2 separate regions of the Mus musculus genome follow, and region 2 is linked to region 1. The links are chromatin contacts, called in public promoter capture Hi-C maps. All regions are on one chromosome and are shown on one strand. Each heading gives the region's core, a stretch centred on a gene start, on an enhancer-like site or on the middle of the called end of the contact. The rest is flanking DNA. Distances are from core to core; before and after follow the strand shown. Region 1 overlaps Rapgef4 (Rap guanine nucleotide exchange factor (GEF) 4). Region 2 overlaps Rapgef4 (Rap guanine nucleotide exchange factor (GEF) 4).

Evidence for each region. Capture Hi-C pulls out chosen DNA fragments and counts their contacts.
Region 2: a contact with region 1 is called in a promoter capture Hi-C map of adipose tissue. The contact joins two enhancer-like sites. A contact is called at or near these places in 6 of 39 promoter capture datasets (embryonic stem cells, liver, neutrophils and 2 more), 1 of 115 datasets of contacts at active chromatin or transcription factors (bone marrow-derived macrophages) and 1 of 9 other capture datasets (adipose tissue).

Annotation. Positions count from the first base shown.
Region 1 is chr2:72,241,082-72,244,775 of GRCm38.p6, reverse strand. Rapgef4 (Rap guanine nucleotide exchange factor (GEF) 4) reads right to left here. Exons shown (of 31, transcript NM_001204165.1): 27 at 3,299-3,349; 28 at 2,455-2,542; 29 at 1,984-2,048. Among named protein-coding and RNA genes, the nearest start is that of Map3k20, 43 kb to the left of the region's middle. Within about 2 kb of position 1,750, at least 23 of the 459 cell types and tissues checked have an H3K27ac peak or open chromatin away from gene starts, as enhancers often do. A contact at or near this core is called in adipose tissue, where this site is marked.
Region 2 is chr2:72,116,633-72,120,557 of GRCm38.p6, reverse strand. All of the region lies in intron 4 of Rapgef4 (Rap guanine nucleotide exchange factor (GEF) 4), which reads right to left. Among named protein-coding and RNA genes, the nearest start is that of Gm29940, 64 kb to the right of the region's middle. Within about 2 kb of position 2,612, at least 82 of the 459 cell types and tissues checked have an H3K27ac peak or open chromatin away from gene starts, as enhancers often do. A contact at or near this core is called in adipose tissue, where this site is marked.

The DNA of each region.
Region 1 (3,694 bases), core at 501-3,000:
CATATTCACTTGAGACTTTGAAGTGAAAAGAAATAAACTTTCTGTGTTTCTAAACAATTATCATGATGTCCAACTGACTAGGGCTTGTGTGTCACAGCTACAATGCTAGCTTAAACCATTCGGTGGCTACGAAACAAACGTGGCCACCCAGAAAGCAGAACAGTTAGGACCTCCTCCCGGACTGCCTAACAGGAAGGAGTTCACTACTGTGATCCTGGGGTACATGAGGAGCCTCCTCCTGGTCATCTTGACTTCCTCTGCAGGCTGTGGAGAGAAAATGGCTCTAGAAACTCAGAGATAATCCTTAGCCGAAACTCAGAGATAATCCTCATCCGATGGCCGGCACGGTGAGCACTGCCTTGCTTGCTTGCTCGGGGCCACACAGTTCATATGAGCAGTCTCAGGTCATAAAGTCATCTTATTACTCTAGGAATCCTAAGTCCCACATCTCTGTGTCTGAGTATTTTATAGCTCAGTGGTTGGCTTGGCTGCCTCTAGGTCTGCATAAGTGGCTCAGAATCCCTCCCTTCCTTGAAAATGCTTGGGAATGTTTAATTCTCTATGCTAACAAGTAAGCAAAGAATTATTTCTTTTCATTAAAAAAAAAATCACCAAACTGACACCATAGCAGGGATGTTCATGTCCTACCTTTGGTATAGGGGGGAGAAACCACTGAGAAACCATTTTTACCCATGGGTGCAGTGTCTTTGAGGAGTGTGTGTTTATATCTGTTTCCTCAGTCTAAAACAGTAGGATCTAACCAGCCAACACTGTGCACCTAATTGTAAACTCATAGAGAATGAGGTTTAGCCTGAGCCAATGCACAGTAGGGTGTTTCAAATTCTTTGGAGCCCATGCACAGTAGGGTGTTTCAAATTCTTCTGCAGATGTATACACTAGCTTGATTCCAAGCAACAACGAGAATTTCAGGTCTCTGATAAGAACTCTCTAGTACTTTCTGACTTACAAGAAGACTCATGCACCAGGACCATCCATCTGCCTAGAGACGAATAAAGCAGGATGAGCCCCCAATTTTTTGTTGAGGAAACAGATTCACACAGAAGATGAGGAACAAAGGGAACTGGGTATTGACCCTAAAGATCTCCTAAGTTCCAAAGCCAGAGACACGCTTGCACTGTAAAACCTAATTTTGGGCAAATGTATACATCCTGGGAACTGAAGCTCTACCATTCCCCGTCTCCAGGATGCACACAGGCCAGGGATTTGGAGAAACTGTGGCATTCCATTGACATGGACTGTGTAGCTAAAGAAAGGCTTTGGCAGGGCCTGCTTTATTGCTTCACAGGAGATAAGAAAACAAATTTCGAAGTACCTTTGCCAGACTCCCTCTTCTCTGGGTGGGGGTGGGGTAGATAGAGGAGAAGGGGCTGGAAAATATGGAATATGAAAGTGCCAGCTTCCCATTTGTTCCCAGCATTTCATTGTTGTTATTGTTATTGTTGTCGTTATGGTGATCTCCAAGTCTCCAAGTCCCCTCTCTGAACTTGAGTGAACTTTATGAGACTAAGTAATACACTCTTAGATTAATACCCTACAATAAAGATCGGCTGTAGTGCTGCCTCTTTACCTACATGCACTCCAGTCGGCCCTGGCAGATAAACATTTCAAAGGCATCCTGGGGCAGTCTAGCTAGCTGCACAAACCTTACAAAACAACGAGAAACACAGAAGTCACTCTTGAGCGTTCGTGCGTTTTAACAACAGGCAGCGGAGGGACAGAAACACAAGGCATAAAAGCCAACTGCTGCTGTGAGCCCCAGCACAAATACCATTCAGCTCCACAAAAGAGAGCTGACAGCAAAAGACGGAGCCAATTTGAACCAAATGTTTCAAAACTCCATTCTGTGTAACTACCTTTGTAACATGGCAGCATACACAGAAGTTATTTGCCTTATTAGTACAAATGCAAATTTCATTTTAGGAAAAAAAAACATTGTAGTTAAGGTTATAATACTGCACGTACCATTTTTTCAAAGTTTACTAGATTGTCAATGAACGTCTTGTTCCCCTCATGAGTAAATGTCATATCTGTAAAGAAATAAAAGCCACATTCTAGTCACTAACAGAAATATGTCACACTAAGAAAGTACAATAGCACCATTAGCATATGCAGGTAGATTTGCATAACATTGTAGTTGGAAAAGCTGATAATAGTTTCTTTTATGTTAGGTGTTTAACTTTCCAAATCACTTTACCTGAGGTTAGTAAAATCTCTACCCGTAAACCCTTTTCACTCCAAAAGCTTCAAAATCATGGGCTTTTCATATCGCTGTGTTCCCACCTTCCCACTCCTTTAAGAGACTGGGGCCCAAGAGCAGGAGCCCAGGGAGATGGAAAGACAGAGAACCTTCTGGTGCGTGCCCCTCCCGCCTGGCCTGGCCCCTCCCACCTGGCCTGGCCCCTCCCACCTGGCCTGGCTGTGCCTTCGGATTACCTTTAATAAGCAAGGGCATGAAAGGGATGAGAGGGGGCTCCAGCTTGGCTGCTGTCAGCCTGTATGCCCTGTGGTTTCTGGAAGGATCCTTGGGAGAAAACAAAAGTGTTGAGTGACGAGTGATACATGCCACGCCCCCTTTTTAACCTCCGCAGCACACAAAGCATCCCACAGCTGTGTGTCTTTGGGGATGAGATACTCTGGGAGAAAGGCAGATTTAAACAGGTTTGGTTTGTTTTAAAAACAACTTCACATGCTTGTGAGACAATACTGTGCTGTTTATTTCTGTTCTGGTTTGAAGGCACCCACAGGCGCCAAGGGGAGGCATCCCTCTGAATACAAAAAAAAACAGTGTAAAACAAACCTGGACAGATCCCCGACTCAACGATGCCCCACCTCCTTCCCAAAGCTCGGCTCCCTACCCCATGCTCTGGCATAGCCAGTCCTAACTTGCCCCCTGAACCGTTCCTTGCCCGGCAGCAAGACCCAGTCACCACTTTCCTGTCTGGTAACACCTCCCAGACAACGGGGAGACATAATTTTGGCAAGCCAAGAAACATAGCTCCAACCCATAGCCACCTGAGCGGTGTTAGGTGGGACCCCATCACACTGCTTTGCTAACTTACACAAATTGACCTTATGTGGGACATAAGTCCTCTTTAAGTTAGTTCCTGAGGGGGCCATTCATTAGTCAGACATGCTTGTTTTAGCAGCACTAAAAGGGATCATAAACTTCTTAAAGTCATACAAGGACGGATAAAATTTCTGCAATGAGAACTTGAGCTAATCAGAAATTGGATTAATGCGGACAGTGAGCAGAGTAAAAGAAGCTACTGTCACTTACCATCAAGCTCTCAAACTCCGCATAGAACTTCTTAAACTTGCTCGGCAGTTTCTGTTAATAAAATGGAAATGACACACGCATCTGTCAGAGTCTATATCTAGATATGGAGTGTGTGCTACTGTTTCTAAGGGAAATGCATTTCCTCTGGCTGTCCTGGAACTCACTCTGTAGACCAGGGTGGCCTCGAACTCAGAAATCTGCCTGCCTCTACCTCCCAGGTGCTAGGATTAAAGGCGTGCGCCACCAGTGTCTTGGTAGTGGCCATAGCCAATCCAGGGGAAGGGTAGCAACACCAGCAGCCACTTTTGTTGTCACAGCTGCGGGGGGGTGGGGGGGGTGGGGGGGGAGAGTGAAGATGGGGGCGGGAGCAATAGGAAGTGCTTCTGAATACAGTGG
Region 2 (3,925 bases), core at 1,363-3,862, 130 kb after region 1:
ACGGAAAGTCACAATAGCCTCCTTCTGCTCCCTCGCATACCAGGAGCTGTGAAGAGCTCTCCAAAGAAAACCCAAACATGGCTCTTCTGCTTGGAACTCTTTGAAGAGACTCCATGTACAAAGCACCAAGTGGCCAATGAGCGTGTAGAGAGCTCAAGTCAGCTCAAGTCCGATGTTGCAATAACTTTCCTGCAGCCTGCACCGCCCACTTTAAAGGCCAAACCAGTGTGTGCAGGTGCTTGTGTTAGTGTGAATATTTCAAAGGGCTGGTGTGATCTTGAATGAGAAACAAATAGCAGGACACGGAGACCCTCCTTATGAGTCTGAAACACCCCAAGAGCAAAGGCACATCTCAGCACATTCTCCACAGTCACGGAGCAGTTTTCTCCTCTCATTAGCTCCTCACCAGAGCAGTCTAAAGTCCTATTCATGGTACATGAATGGAACAGTCTCTTCTCTCTTCTACAGAGTCGTGTATACCTGCAGCTCTTCCCAAGGCCTGACTCATTTCACCCCTCCCTGTCTTTGCTCAAGTTTCCCCTTCCCAGTAATGTCCTTCTTTTGTCTATCCTGCAGGTTCTCAGCCTCCCCGAGAACACACACACACACACACACACACACACACACACACACACACACCACATCTAATTCATTTTATGAATATCTCTTAATTAATTGTCTGACCTTACAACTGAACCTAAGTGACCACCAAGAAGCAGTCATGAAGAGGGAAACAAGAAAAGGCATAGGAAGACTGTCAGTGAGCTGGCTGGCCCACAAGTGACCCATAACTAATGCATCTCAGATTTGTGCCTTCAAATCTGGGGTTGTGGACAACTTGTCTGCAGACTCTCATCTGTCATTATCAAGGTCCACACTAGCTCCCCTTTACCCACAAGTTTCCAGGTGATCTTGAGTTTAGTCTGGGGAATCTCTTGTGGCTTAGGAAAGGCCCTAGAGCAGGCACACAAAGGCTGCAAATAACTGTGATAGGATGCTAATGTTCTCTGAAACTGTCCATCACACCTCCAACTAAGATAGTGGCCATGTCTTGTGTTGTTGATCTGATATGGAAAGAGCAATGAACGAAAGAACTAAAGACTTCTAAGTGCTTTGCAAGGATGGAGTGCCAGGGGGAAAGGTGGAATCCTCGACTGATATCCAGTAACACCCAAAGCTGATAGGCCATGATGAGGAACTGTAAGCCAAATAAATACTTACCTCCCCAACTTGCTGTTGGCCATGACACTTTATCTCATCAATGGTAACCTTGACTAAGACCAGAGGAATCTACGACCGGTGACAGTGAACATCTTGATTAAGACTAGAGGAATCCACTACCGATGCCTGTGAACAACCTAACTGAGATTCTCTACAAATGGCAGTAACTTACTACTTAATGTTCTCTGAGTCAGTTTAGTAAAGCCACTTGTACTCATTGATACCAGGAATTTCTATGCCAGTTGGAAAAAGGATAGCCTACCTCTCTTCTCGTTGTTTTTCTAGCTGAACCTGCGCACTGCGCTGCTCATTTGAGAAAGAAGTCAGGTACCCACTCATGTCTCCTTGCCACACATGCACTTCTACCATGCTCTCATCTGCCTCTGATCCCACCACGCAAAACAGATGACAATGACTTTGGCTCTTCGCTTGTAATCAGCCATACTTTCCCATCAAGCATCTTTGAGCTCAGTACTGTCCCAGAATTTTGAGGGAAACAGATGCCATGGTGATGAGTTGAAGGGGAAAAATGGCAGAAATTAGTCTGTAAAGTACTCTCTGGGAATCAGCTCTGTGGGGAAGGTACTTGCTGTATAAGCACAAAGACCTGAGTTCGAATCTCTGTAACCTTCATAGAAAACTGGGTGTAGCTCCAGCTCTGGTAGATGGAGCCAGAAGGATCCTGTGAGATCTCTGGACAGCCAGTCTAGACAAATAGTGAACTCCAGGTTCAGGGGGACACTCAATCTAAAATAATAAAGTAGAAAATGACAGAGGAGAACATCTGACCTTGATCTCTGGTCTCTGAATGCATACATGCAAGAAAGCATGTATGCACTCATGTGTACACATGACTGTGCCACGTACACCCAGAAAAAGAGAAAATGAAGCAGAAGAAAATAGAAAGGAGGGTGGAAACGACACATTTAGGGATTGAGAGAAATCAGAAGACAGGAAGACACATCCTAATTTAATATCTGACAGATGTTGCAGTAATACTCATAAAGACTAGGTCAGCACTGGTTTTAGAGTAAATCAAAGAAAAGATCAAGTCAGGCCTGGCTTCTAGGATGTGAGACCTGTAACCTGTACCACTGAGGGGGCACTGGGCCTGGATTACTAATGTGGAGCTGCTGTCCTGGGGTTCTTAATAATTGTTAACAAAGGGTCCCATGCTTTCCTTTCCATTTCTGATCCTGACAGAAAGGATGGAAATCATGGGATAAGACCTTTCTTGTACACATGTCATGACTCGGAGGGAGTGGACTTGAAGGGAGTGGTATTCTCCACATACCCCCTCCCTGTTTCTCACGGATTCATTGCCAGCTACCTCTCTTGGTTTACAGATGCTAGCCGTGTTGGGTGGAGGAAGGAATGGGTAACCTGGTGGTGAGTGCTGACAGCAGGAAGCCACAGTAAATTAGGCTCTAAGTGGATGAGACTCTAACCTCCTTCCACCCACTTCCTCGTTTGCAGAAGCAGGAAATGACATTTCAAAGGACAACCAAGGAAAATTCTTCAAAATAAGTCTCCCTTAGATAAAGTCTAACTTCCTTGCAAAGAAAATGCTTGAGTCCCCTTAGGCAGGGCAGGGCCCAGGAGAGGTCGCACAGGTCACCGGGGAGTCCCCAGGGACAATTGTGGAAATGGCTGTCGCCAGTTCCCTAAGTTCTGACTCTGAGCATTGGCTCTTATCTGTCATCAAACCTGCCCAAACTTCCTGTCCTTAAATAGAGTCATTACAAACGTCACCAGCAGCTTTCCTTAGGAAAAAAAAAAAAAACCCAAAAACCAAAAAACCAAAAACAAACAAACAAACAAACAAAAAACACCAAAAAACCCAAAACCGGAGTTCTGTCATCAGAACCTCAGCTGTCCGAATTGAAACCCTCTAGGTGGCTGTCAGTTCACACCTGCTGTCCAGCTGCATGCTCTCAGCTCGCTGTCTAGCACCCAGGCATTGCCTTCTGTCTTGCCTTCCAGTCCTGAGGCTGCTTGCTACGGTGGCACGTGGGTGGACTCAGCAGTACCTACAAAGCAAGGGAGGGGCACGGGGCCTCTCTCTTTCTGTAGCTGCTCATGTGTGTCTCATACACCACAGTGCAGTCCCAGAGTCTGAGAGACAGAGTCCAGGGACGCAGAGTCCTTTAAACACATTACGTGTGTGCTCAAGCGCCTTTTCCTTTGCAAAGCTTACAGCATCTATTCTCTAAAATGTTTCCTTGCTAAGGTTGACCTGAACCTTATAAAATTCCTATCTGTATTTAAATCTCTTTCCTTGCTGATTGGTGTTAGGAAGAAGCGAATCAAGCACAATCAGACGTGTATACAGAGCTGGATCTATGTAAACACCTGTTTGACTATAACTCATGCCTGTGTCTAGACTAGCCCTCTGCTAAGACCTTCTCCTTTCAGTGGGAACTGCAAACTGTGATGGCCTCCATGGGAGAAGAGCATATGTTACTTGGACACCGTCCTAATCAGAAAAGTCTCCCAATGAACGGAGAGCAAAGCTTGCCTACGTTTCTAGCAACAGGACATGATTCAGGCTCTAAACCACTGAAATCTATTTGTAAGCAAGCAGGACTTCTTTCTGACATCACTGAGATGCTTAAAAGTGTGCCTGACAAAATGTGAATGATGAGAAGTCAGAAAAAAAAATGGATTTCTTTATAAAATGGGCCCCAAAGATGTCAAAACCCCA